Linked DNA regions of Pan troglodytes: region 2 is linked to region 1. A link is a contact called in public Hi-C data. All regions are on one chromosome and are shown on one strand. The core of a region is the stretch at or near the end of the contact, and the rest is flanking DNA. Distances in the headings are between cores, read along the strand shown. Region 1 holds the start of PXMP4 (peroxisomal membrane protein 4). Region 2 holds the start of RALY (RALY heterogeneous nuclear ribonucleoprotein).

What was found. Hi-C and Micro-C count contacts between places; a contact is called where the count stands out from the background.
Region 2: a Hi-C map of stem cell-derived neural progenitor cells shows a contact between it and region 1, with 4 times the contacts expected there. The contact joins the promoter of RALY here to the promoter of PXMP4 in region 1. A contact is called at or near these places in 1 of 7 Hi-C or Micro-C datasets (stem cell-derived neural progenitor cells) and 1 of 1 datasets of contacts at active chromatin or transcription factors (stem cell-derived excitatory neurons).

The regions. Positions count from the first base shown.
Region 1 is chr21:39,923,252-39,929,007 of NHGRI_mPanTro3-v2.0_pri, forward strand. PXMP4 (peroxisomal membrane protein 4) reads right to left here and starts at 3,583. Exons shown (of 3, transcript XM_003316863.7): 1 at 3,361-3,583. The coding sequence starts at 3,473.
Region 2 is chr21:40,196,410-40,202,165 of NHGRI_mPanTro3-v2.0_pri, forward strand. RALY (RALY heterogeneous nuclear ribonucleoprotein) reads left to right here and starts at 3,343. Exons shown (of 10, transcript NM_001280425.1): 1 at 3,343-3,590. LOC104003558 (a long non-coding RNA gene) reads right to left here and starts at 2,612. Exons shown (of 3, transcript XR_010154372.1): 1 at 2,489-2,612; 2 at 1,204-2,334.

The sequences.
Region 1 (5,756 bases), core at 2,333-4,832:
GCCTGGCAGTTCTTACTACCTGGCGTGCTCCTCCCCAGCCACCTTCCCTCAGCCTTCCGGTCTCAGCTGGGCCCTCTGCAAAGGCCTCCTGATGCTCCAGCCTAGGTTTGAGCAATTTTTCATTGCCACAGATCCCAAAACTTCTCTCCAGCACTTCATCTTCCCAATTTAATGACTCGGTTATTCAGTATTTATTCTATTATAATGATCTCTTTCCTGTGCTAGACTGTGGGCTCTGTGAAGACAGGGAGTGTGTCTGGCTTGTCATCTGCATAGTCCCTAGCACCCCACATAGTACCTGACATATAACATGTGCTTGATAAATAACTGTTGACTGACCGATGCCAGAACACCCCTTACCCATGACAATGTCATTTCTAGAAGGTTCTGTCTTCAGCTTAGCTCATCTTAAAGTTAACAGATTCCCTAAAACAGCTGTTAGGTAACACTGTACCTATTCAAAATGTACCTCTTTCTAACTATTATACAAAGAAGGACCTCAACTTTGTAAAAATGCATTTATAAAAAGGCTGGCACTTTGGGAAGCTGAAGTGGGCAGATCATTTGAGGTCAGGAGTTCGAGACCAACCTGGACAACATGGTGAAACCCTGTCTCTACTAAAAATACTACAAAAATTAGCTGGGTGTGGTGGCAGGCACCTGTAATCCCAGCTACTCGGGAGGCTGAGGCAGGAGAATCTCTTGAACCCAGGAGGCAGAGGCTGCAGCGAGTTAAGATCATGCCACTGTACTCCAGCCTGGGCAGCAGACTAAGACTCTGTCTCAAAAACAAAAATAAAATAAAATAAAAAACTGGAAGGAAATATGCTACTGTTATTAGCAATGCCCACTGCACTGGAGGAATATATAATAGATATAATTTATTTTTGCTTGCTTTTTAAACTTTTCTAGACTTCCAGAATTATCTATGATTAAGTACTGCTTTTAAAATTATTAAATATTTTAAATGTTACATAATTGTTACATAATTGCCTCTTTTTAAGATTCAAACCTCTTCCCCCACCCCTCCTTTCCCCTCCTCATTTAGGGATCTAGGAATGACGTGAACAAGACCATGTTTACTTTCATTGTTTTAACTATACTCAGATGAATAGTAGAAAGACAGTGGTATTTGGTGCCAAAGCCCTGCCATGTTTTGCTATGTGAACTTGGATAAATTAGTTAACCTCTCTGAACCTCCCTTTTCCCATCAACAAAAGGTATTCTCCATTTTACAGAATGGCTTTTGGCAGTTACGCACATATAAAAGTTCCTAGGTCAATCAATATTAGTGTCTCTTCTTTATTGGACACCTCCACCCCTACCCCTATCCCTGACTAAGTTCTCCAGGTACCCAACCCTGGTCTTACCAGGCTACAAGGTCTAAAAATCCTGACAGCCTCCTTGAGACAATGGTCATGAGCCACATACTATTGTCTCCCCAAATATACATGAATGTTCACTGCAGGCTTGTTTGAAAAAACAAAAGACTGGAATCAAACCTGTGTCCAAGGCTGGGTGTGGTGGCTCACAGCACATTGGGAGGCCGAGACAGGCGGATCACGAGGTCAGGAGATCGAGCCCATCCTGGCTAACACGGTGAAACCCTGTCTCTACTAAAAATACAAAAAAATTATCCGGGCGTGGTGGTGGGCGCCTGTAGTCCCAGCTACTCGGGAGGCTGAGGCAGGAGAATGGTGTGAACCTGGGAGACGGAGCTTGCAGTGAGCCGAGATTGCGCCACTGCACTCCAGCCTGGGCAACAGAGCGACACTCCATCTCAAAAAAAAAAAAAAAAAAAAAACAACTTGGCAAAAGGGTTACTGATGTTATCTCAGGGCACATCAAGGATATGCCCTTGGCCAGACCCAGTGGGAACCAGTTCTACCTGACTCTTGAGTGTCCATGGGAGCCAAGAGCCTGGCACTGGTGCCAGGCATCCTTGGGTTTGAATCCCGGCTCCAACCGTGACCAAGTGCTGTGGCCATGAGCAATGGGTCTACCTCTGAGCTACAGCCTTTTCATCTGGAAAATGGGGACAATGGCAATTCTGATCTTGCACACTTATTCATTCATTCAATAAATATTTCAGAAACTACTAAATACCAGGTGCTAGTAATACACCAAGGAACAAAATAGATAAAGTTATGGCCTCATGAAACTTTCTTTTTTTCCTTTTGAGATGGAGTTTCACTCTGTCACCCAGGCTGGAGTGCAGTGGCACAATCTCAGCTCACTGCAACCTCCACCTCCTGGGATCAAGCAGTTCTCCTGCCTCAGCCTCCCATGTAGCTGGGACTACAGGCATGTGACACTACACCCGGCTAATTTTTGTATTTTTGGTAGAAATGGGGTTTTGCCATGTTGGCCAGGCTAGTCTCGAACTCCTGACCTCAGATAATCCGCCTGCCTCAGCCTCCCAAAGTGCTAGGATTACAGGTGTGAGCCACCGTGGCCAGCCTGTGCTAAGCATTTCACACATATTGACTCAATCCTGATAGTATAAGTACTAGTACCATGCCCATTTTACAGATATTGAGGCTTAGAGAGGCTAAATGACTTCCTCCAGATCACATGGGTAGGTGGGGCCAGGGTTCAAGCCAAGGCATCCACATCCTTCCCACCATCCCACGTTGCCACTAGGATGCCAATTCTGGGGGACACAAACCACTTTCTCTGGTTTGTTCTCTGCTTTGTCCCCGGTTCTGGCACTATAGGCCCTCAATAAATGGTGGCTGTTATGCACTAGGTTTAAAGGAGACTGAGCTCCCCTCTAGGCACCAGCCAGGGCAATGACCCCAAGACCTCTCTTGCAGGTAAGATGCCAGGATAGTTGCAGCTTCTTTTACATTCATTGTCACGTCCCAGGAGCCCCCTGAGCCGAATGGGACTTAGCGCTGGAGTCCTACAGGTGAGGAGTGAGAAGCAGGATGCAAGCCCATGGGCAAGCTTCATGGGGACAGAATAGACAGGAGGCATCCGCCTGCCAGCTAGAGGCCAGAGTCCAGTTCCCCATTGTGCAGATGAGGCCGTTGAGGCCCAAAGGCACACAGAGAGGCGAGGTGAACTGAACCCAAATGAGGGGATACAGAAGCTGGCATGGGAGGAGTCAAAGCAAGAGGGCCAGGCTGCAAAGGTTGGAAGACCCAGAAAATGTGCAGTGGGAGCCCCAGTTCAGAGCTGGGAAGGCGCGCAACCCAAAATCCAGCTCCCATTGCACAGATGGTGACCTCCGAGACTTAGAGACACACGAGGACTGCTCCAGGGCAAACAGCACCGCGGCATCGGACTTCGAACTCGCGCCTCTGACCCCAGGCAGGACATCCCTCAGCCCCAGCCCGGCCCGACGGCCCCACTCACACAGCCCCGTTCCGGAAGCCCTTAAGCACGGCCAACGCAGCGTGGTAGCGGCGCTTGCGCAGCAGTGCGTTGACGACTACGAGCAGAGCCCTTAGCTGCGGCGGGGCTGCCATAGTGCGGGCTGCGCGCAGGGTCGGGGTGAGGAACTGTAAGCGCACTGACAGCCGGAGGTTCCAGCTGCGCGCCCACAGCCCCTCGGTAGCGCCGCCGACTCGTGGCGTCTATAGGCTGTTTCTGCGTCACTCATGCATGGAAGACCAATCAGAGAGCGTACTTGTCTCATGGGACAATAGCACTCATCGAAATAGTTGTCTGACTGGAAGAGAAAGGAAAGCTTGTAGCCAATCACAGTGGGCTCCGCCCAAGGTCACACACAGACACACGATTTGTCCAATCAGAAGGCACTTTCCCTTGGTCCATGTTGGGTTCACGAGTGGGTTTGGAAGGAGGCGTGTACTTGGAAGGAGGGCTCCTGAATGAGGAGTGGCCCTGCTTAGAGATGGGATGGGCGACAGGTGATGATACAGGGAGGAGCAGGGCCCCATCTTTACGCGAGATAGTTCTGACTGGGATATCCTTTACCATAGCAATCTTCCCAGAGTGTCAGTCACATGGCCCCTCAATGGCTTCCATGTACGTATGTATGTTTTGAGATACAGCCTAGCTCTGTCACCCAGGCTGGAGTGCAGTGGCGCGATCTCGGCTCACTGCAACCTCCACCCTCCAGGGTTCAAGCAGTTCTCCTGCCTCAGCCTCCTGAGTAGCTGGGACTACAGGCACCCACCACCATGCCTGGCAAATTTTTTTGTATTTTTAGTAGAGATGGGGTTTCACCATGTTGGCCAGGCTGCTCTCCTGACCTCAGGTGATCCACCTGCCTCGGCCTTCCAAAGTGCTGGGATTACAGGCGTGAGCCCAGCCGGCGTCCACTTATTCTTAGAATCCAAACTCCTCCCCAAGGCCCAAGAGAGAAGACCTCCTGTGATCTGGTCCCTGCCTCTCCCTCTGACCCCACGTTCCAGCACTTGCCACCTCACTGCTTCCCAGCCAAACAGCCTCCTTTCTGTTCCTTGGGCCAAGAACCCTTCTACCTCAGGGCCTTTGCACTTGCTGGTTCCCTGCTTGATATTCGCCATCCTGGGCTCTTCCCATGACAGGTTTCTTCTCATCCTTCAGGTTTCAGCTCAAATGCCACCTCATCAGAGAGACTTTCTGAGACATCCAATTTGAAGTAGCACTGTCCACTCTGATTCATTACCCTGGCTCTTTTTTTTTTTTTTTTTTTTTTTTTAAACTGAGTCTCGGATCTATCGCCCAGGCTGGAGCGCAGTAGTGTGATCTCAGCTCACTTCAACTTCTGCCTCCCAGGTTCAAGGGATTCTTCTGCCTCAGCCTCCTGAGGAGCTAGGACTACAGGTGCATGCCACCACGCCCGGCTAATTTTTGTATTTTTAGTAAAGACGGGGTTTCACCATATTGGCCAGGCTAGTCCAAACTCCCAACCTTGTGATCCGCCCGCCTCGGCCTCCCAAAGTGCTGGAATTACAGATGTGAGCCATCGTGCCCGGCCACCCTGGTTCTTATGTGTTTTTTTTTTTTTTTCATAGAACTTTTGACACTTTAGACTTGTTTACTATGTGTTCATTGTCCATTGCCCTTATCAAACTGTAAATTCTATGAAGGAAGAAATCTTATTTGTCTTGTTTTCTGCTGTAACCCCAACACTGGGCACATGGTGGGTACTCAACACTTGCTTGTTGAAGCAACACATAGTTTTGGGTCGTCATCTCCGAGAGCATTGATGGGTGACATTAACATATGATGTCACTATGTGGAGTTGTCACTGAATAACAGCTACACACTGAGTGGTGGCTGTGACTTGTGAGGGTGTCCCCTGGTACTTGGGCCATATCGTATTTACCAGTGATGTTATTTGCTCAGTGTCAGGGGACAATTTCAGAGGTCAATGAAGGAGGGAGTTGTGCTGGGCCTATTTTGTCACTGAAACTGGGTTTTCCGGGATTTTTCTTTTGTGATGGTAGGCTACTTTATTCAGTTCATCCTTCCTCTGAAGATAATGACTATGTTAGATAATATATTAAAATATCCTCTTAAAAACACTGAAGTTCCTTGGCTGGGCACAGTGGCTCATGCCTGTAATCCCAGCACTTTGGGAAGCTGAGGCGGGCGGATCACTTGAAGCCAGGAGTTCGAGACCACCCCTGACCAACATGGTGAAACCCCGTCTCTAAAAAATTAAAAAACAAAAACAAAAAAACACTGAAGCTCTGCCAGGTGCGGTAGGTAGCTCACGCCTGTAATCCCGGCACTTTGGGAGGCCAAGGTGGGTGGATCTCTTGAGCCCAGGAGTTCAAGACCAGCCTGGGCAACATGGC
Region 2 (5,756 bases), core at 2,093-4,592, 270 kb after region 1:
CATAATTCATTTGGCTTGCACAGGGTTTTTAAAAATAGTTGAGCCAACATTTAGAAATTGGGAGATTTTATATGAAAATCCAGATTTGGGGGCTCTCTTGAAGAATCCTACATCTCAGCACCTGCATTCTAGGAACAGTATGCAACACACATCCTCCAGTTCATGACAGTGCTCTCCACTCCCTATTGTCTCATGCCTAACCTTCTTTCTAGCCCCTGTAGACACCTGAGGGTTTGCTGTTGTTGTTATTTGTTTTGAGAAGGGTCTCACTCTGTTGCCTAGGCTGGATGCAGTGGTGTGAGCATGTCTCACTGTAGCCTTGGCCTCCTGGGCTCAAGTGATCCTCTGGCCTCAGCCTCCCAAGTAGCTGGAAGTACAGGCACATGCTACCATGCCAGCTAATTAAAATATTTTTTTGTAGAGACAGGGTCTCACTATGTTGCCCAAGCTGGTCTCAAACTCCTGGGTTCAAGCAATCCTCCTGCCTCAGCCTCCCAGAATTCTGGGATTAAAGGAATGAGCCACTGTGCCCGGCATGACATTTGAGTTTTTGATCCATGCTGATGACATGGCAATGGGAGGCTATTGAAGGTTGTTTTTTGTTTTTCTGTTTTTGAGGCGGAGTCTCTCTCTGTGTCTCAGGCTGGAGTGCAGTGGCATGATCTCGGCTCACTGCAACCTCCACCTCCCAGATTCAAGCGATTACCCCGCCTCAGCCTCCTGAGTAGCTGGGATTACAGGTGCCTGCCACCACGCCTGGTTAATTTTTATATTTTTAGTAGAGATGGGGTTTCACCATGTTGCCCAGGCCGGTCTTGAACTCCTGACCTCAAGTAATCCCCCCCACCTCGGTCTCCCAAAGTACTGGGATTACAGGCGTGAGTTACCGCACCCAGCCCATTGAAGGGTTTTGAGCAGAGAAGGAATGATGAGAGTTGGGCAGTAAGTAATGTATTGGTTGGGGGTAACTCTGGGGCAGGTGTAGTAAAAATCTATTATGCAATCTGCCCCAGAGCATGAACTCCATCTTTTGGGAAATGCATCTTTCTCTGACCATATGGTTCCGATGGGGCTGCCATCTCCCTGTACGTCCCACTTCCTTATTCACGGTATTGGTTAGAGAATGGCACCTGGCTTAAGTTGGGCCAGTCACAGCACCTGGTTTTCCACCCATAGATGATTGGTCTAGGGACGGGGACTTACCTATGTTGGACCAATCAAAGTTTTTCCCTAAAACTTTGTCCTTCAGACCAGAAGCAGAAATCCTCAGTCTCTCTCCGGTGGAACGGGTGAGAGTTGTGAGTGGTGAGCGCTGCTGCAGCCACGTGCCTAGCCTTGAGGAGAATAGCTCGCATACAGAGAGAAGAGATAAAGGACTGGGAGGAGAGTCCTGGCAACATTCAAGCCTCTGCGCTCACCACTTCAGTGCATTTTCTGAGCCTGGTTCTCCAGCCTTCCCATCAGTTCTGGGAGCTCCCCATTCCTTCCTGATAAATTCCTTTGCTGCATCTGTTAGTCTGAGTTTATTTATGTTTCGTAATTTGCAACCGAGAACACTGGTGATAACCGGGGGCTTTGAGGCAATTCCAGGAGGGCTACTTCTCACCCCCGTCAGGGAGGAGCCAAGACAGGGTTTATCCTCAAATGCAGATCCCCTGAGGTCAGGAGATAGAGCCCAGCTTGGCCAACATGATGAAACCCCGTATCCACTGAAAATACAAAAATTAGCCGGGCATGGTGGTACACGCCTGTAATCCCAGCTACTTGGGAGGCTGAGGTACAAGAATCGCTTTGTACCCAGGAGGCAGAGGTTGCAGAGAGCCGAGATCGTGCCACGGCACTCCAGCCTAGGCGACAGAGCGAGACTCCGCCTCAAAAAACACACAAACAATGAACAGACAAATAAATGACAGAACAAGAAGACAAACTAGAGAACATCTTGAGACAAGGTGTTCAGGGAAGAGTTCTTTTGAGAAGGTGATATTAAAGCGAGTTTGGGGAAGAACGTCCCAGGCCTTGCGCTCAGGGTCGTCAACTCTTTGATTTCTCTTCCTTTTGAAGCAGGGCAGGGAGGTCATCAAACAACAGAAGGACAATTATAACTGCTGATATGGCAAAGCCAGGACTCTGAATTCAAACTCTGCTCCATTCTCAGGAATCCCGTCTGTTAAGCAGGTTCTGGGGAAGCGATGTGAATCATGAAATCACAGGTCGGAGGAGGCATCGAGAATATGGTCAGTTCTCAACTTTCAGGGAAATCCATAGCTGAGGAATGAAGGACAACGGGCTTCTCGTGCTCTCACTAGGAAGACTGGTTCACCGGAGGCTGGAACACTGAAAGTGAGAAATCCCGACAGAAGAAATGTGTAGGAGAGAGGACCAGCACCTGGATCAAGTTATAAAACATCTCCTGCATCTTTTTCGGAGATCACCCTTAGCGCGGCCTCTCCGCCCAGTCCCAGATTAGGCAGCGAAGAGCGACCCTCACCCTGTCTAGGTGCCACGTTCCTTAAAAGCGAAAGGACCAGGAGTTTCTTCCTGCCTCGTCTCTTCCGGATCCCTCCTGCACCGCCCGCAGCCTGCAGGTTTGAGCGCCATCTCCAGGCCCCGCCCACCTCAAGCACCACCCCTCAGTCCTCCCTTGGGGCACGCCTCCTTCCGGCACCCGCCCAGAGTAGCCACCCCCGGGGCCCCTCCTCCCCTCCCTGCTTCCGGGCCCGCCTCCTTCAGGCCCGCTTCCATCTTCCTCCCACTCTAAGCTTCTCTTCAGCCCCGCCTCCCTCCACCCGTGGCTCCGCCCTCTGGGCGATTCTCCATTTAGCCCCGCCCACAGCATCTCTTTTCAAGCGCTGTCCTGGTTCCCGGCTCTCCATCTCCTGCACGGCCTTCCCCACTTGTCCGGCGACCCTCTTCCCAGGGCCCCATCACCATCTTAGCTCCGCCCCTACTTCGGCTCCAAACCTGTGCAAGCTGCCCTCTTCCCGCCCCAGCCCCGCCTCCCCAAGCCGCGTCTCAGTTCCTCCTCCCTTTCAGGCCCCACCCTGGCCCCGCCTTCCTCCCGTCCCCGCCGAAGCTCTGGACCTTTCCAAAGCCAGGCTGAGAGGGTGGGGAGAGCCCATGCGCCTGGGAAGCCGGGCTGTTTCTGGGCGGGGCTGCAGACTCCTCGTGCTCGTGTCACCGTGTCCTTCCCAGGAGACAGAGAAGGAGGAGAGCCCGGAACCAGGGCCGGAGCGGCGGGCGGAGCCGAGCTGCGGGGAGCCGCTCCGGGTGCCCCCACCCCCGCGCGCCTCAGTGGTGCCGGCCGAGGGCAGGGCTCGCGGCTGCGGGGCTCGCGCCGCTGTCAGTGCGGCGGGGCGCGCGAGCGGCGCCAGCTCGGGGCAGCGGAACCCAGAGAAGCTGAGGGGGCGGTAGCGGCGGCGGCGGCGGCGGCGGCGGCGGCGGCGACGGCGACGACGACGACGACGACTCCCGCGCGTGTGCCCAGCCTCTTCCCGCCGCAGCCGCCCTTTTCCTCCCTCCCTTACGTCCCCGAGTGCGGCAGTACCGCCTCCTTCCCAGCCGCGCGGCTTCCTCCAGATCTCTCGGCGCGGGTGAGTGGGGGCTGCGGGCGTCTCCTTAGGGGTGCGGGGAGGGTGTGTGCTTTGTGCCTTTCCGTTCACCCACTTCTTCAGGCAGGCCGCTGCCTATTTTTAGAAACTTATTTCTGCCCTTCGGGGAGTCCCGGGAGCCCGAGTAACTCTAGGCCCCCTCCGCCGCTCCTTTCTCCCACTCGGACCCGCCGCCCCGGGTCCCCGGCCCCAGCCCTCCGCGCCCGGTCCTGCTCCCGGCGTTCCCTGTCTGCTCCCTCCGCGGGCCAAGTCTGGGCCAGTAGTTGGCTGGGTGGGCCCGCGCCCGCTCGGAAGTTGGAGTCTTTTGTGCTCGTGCCCCGCCCCGCCCGGCGAGGGGCGGAGGGAGGGGAACGGAGGCTGCTCCGGGGAGGCCGCAGGCGGGCCCGGCCGCGGCGGCTTCCGGCTCTCCTACCCGGGCTGGGTCTACGGGCTCCCGGAGGCGCGCAGAGCTTGTCCTGCCTCGGCTCCCGCCTCTTCTGGGCTCTTTGCACGCCTTGGGCTCGGAGAGAAACAACAACGGGCCCTCGAACTGGGGCCGTATCCGCGTTTCACTCAGCCTCCTTGGCGGCCGAGTCTTAGTTTGCCTCTCGGTGACGTGGGGGGAAAGAAGGAAACTCGCCTTGCGGGGTGTTCGTGGATTCAGGAAGGGAACTAATATGTGAAAGAAGTGTTTAACACCGACAGGGAACATTTAATGAGACTTCACCCAGGAACTTCCCAAGCCTTACTTCATTTAATGTTCACAACGGCCTTCTGGTTTATCCTCATTTACAAAAGCAGAAATTAAGGCGCAGAGGGGTCAAGTAATTTTCTCCAAGTCACAGTAGCCACAGAAGTGCAAAGGAGTGGTGCCAGTACCTATTATTTATTAATATTTCCTGGTGTGAGCATGTATCATCTCTTAGTGCAGAGGGCATTTTTACCTAGCCTTGGGTCACACCATTTAATTAGGGGCATAACTCTGGGTTTTCCCTGACTTCTGGTACGTTGTCCACTATACTATGGATGAAATCCCATTCTGGGGTTACCATAGTTCTAAAGGGAAAGGTTTGGATGAATTCCTTGCTAGTGTTGCGGCAGTTAGAAGTTGATGGATGCAGACTCCAGGTCTCAGACACAACTCAAATTCCCTGGGGTTTTGGCTCAAGGAAGCTTTGAGACTGTAAACGGTGGGATCCACCCTTTAGTTTGTGTGTGGTGTGTTCCTCCTCCCAGACCTTGCAGGTTCTCTGTGTTTAGATTTATCGATCCTAGTTTGATGGGGGTTAGGGGGAGTAGCTCAAGTCATCTGCCTTCAAACAAATATTACTCCTATTTTCAGATAAGGCCCAGAGTGGTTAAAGTGAACTAAAATTAACTTTGGCAAATGTTCCAGTTTTTCAATGTGATCCGGTTTGAGGGAGTGTCTAAAAATCAGGCAAGGGAGTTTCTGGGCCAGGTCTTGAGGAGTCTCTTGATGTTCACATTAGTTCTTTGGAGTCTGGTAGGTCTGTGGTGCCTGGCCAGGATTCTGGATTTACGAGTCCTATGTGGGAGCTGAAAGGGGTCTTACCATCTGGTCCAACTTTTTCATATCTGCCTTTCCCCGCTTCCCTGTTAACTGAACCTTGGAAAGGGGAAGTAAGTTGTCTGAATTCAGACTGCCTTAGTGTCAGAGTGAGAACTAAAATTCCCAGTCTTCTTCCTCCTAATCCAGTAATATTTTTATTTCTCCCATACCTTGCCACTTCTTAAAAGGGCACGAAACCACTTATTCAGGTCTTAAGGTCAGGAATCCTGAGTAATTGGAAATCCCAAGGAAGTTTTATAGTCCCCACCACTTTCTGTGCCTTATGGTTAGTATTAAGAGGAGGCCAGGTTTAAGCACAGGTGTACTAGTTCTCGTAAGTCACCGCTTCGGTTTTATGTGTTTATGGCTTATATACTCTTCCATAACCATTATCTGATTTAATTTCTAATCCATTTCTGTGAGGTAGTTTGCAGAGCTTGGTTTATGTCTCTTTTTTTACTGTGAGGGAATGGAGACACAGCATAGCACTTGCCTTAGATGACAGAATGAGTAAGTAGTGAGGACAAGACACCTCTCTGGAGCAGAGGATTTGATTTGGCATCATAAACTGAGCCACTCATTGTGGCTCTCTGAGCCTC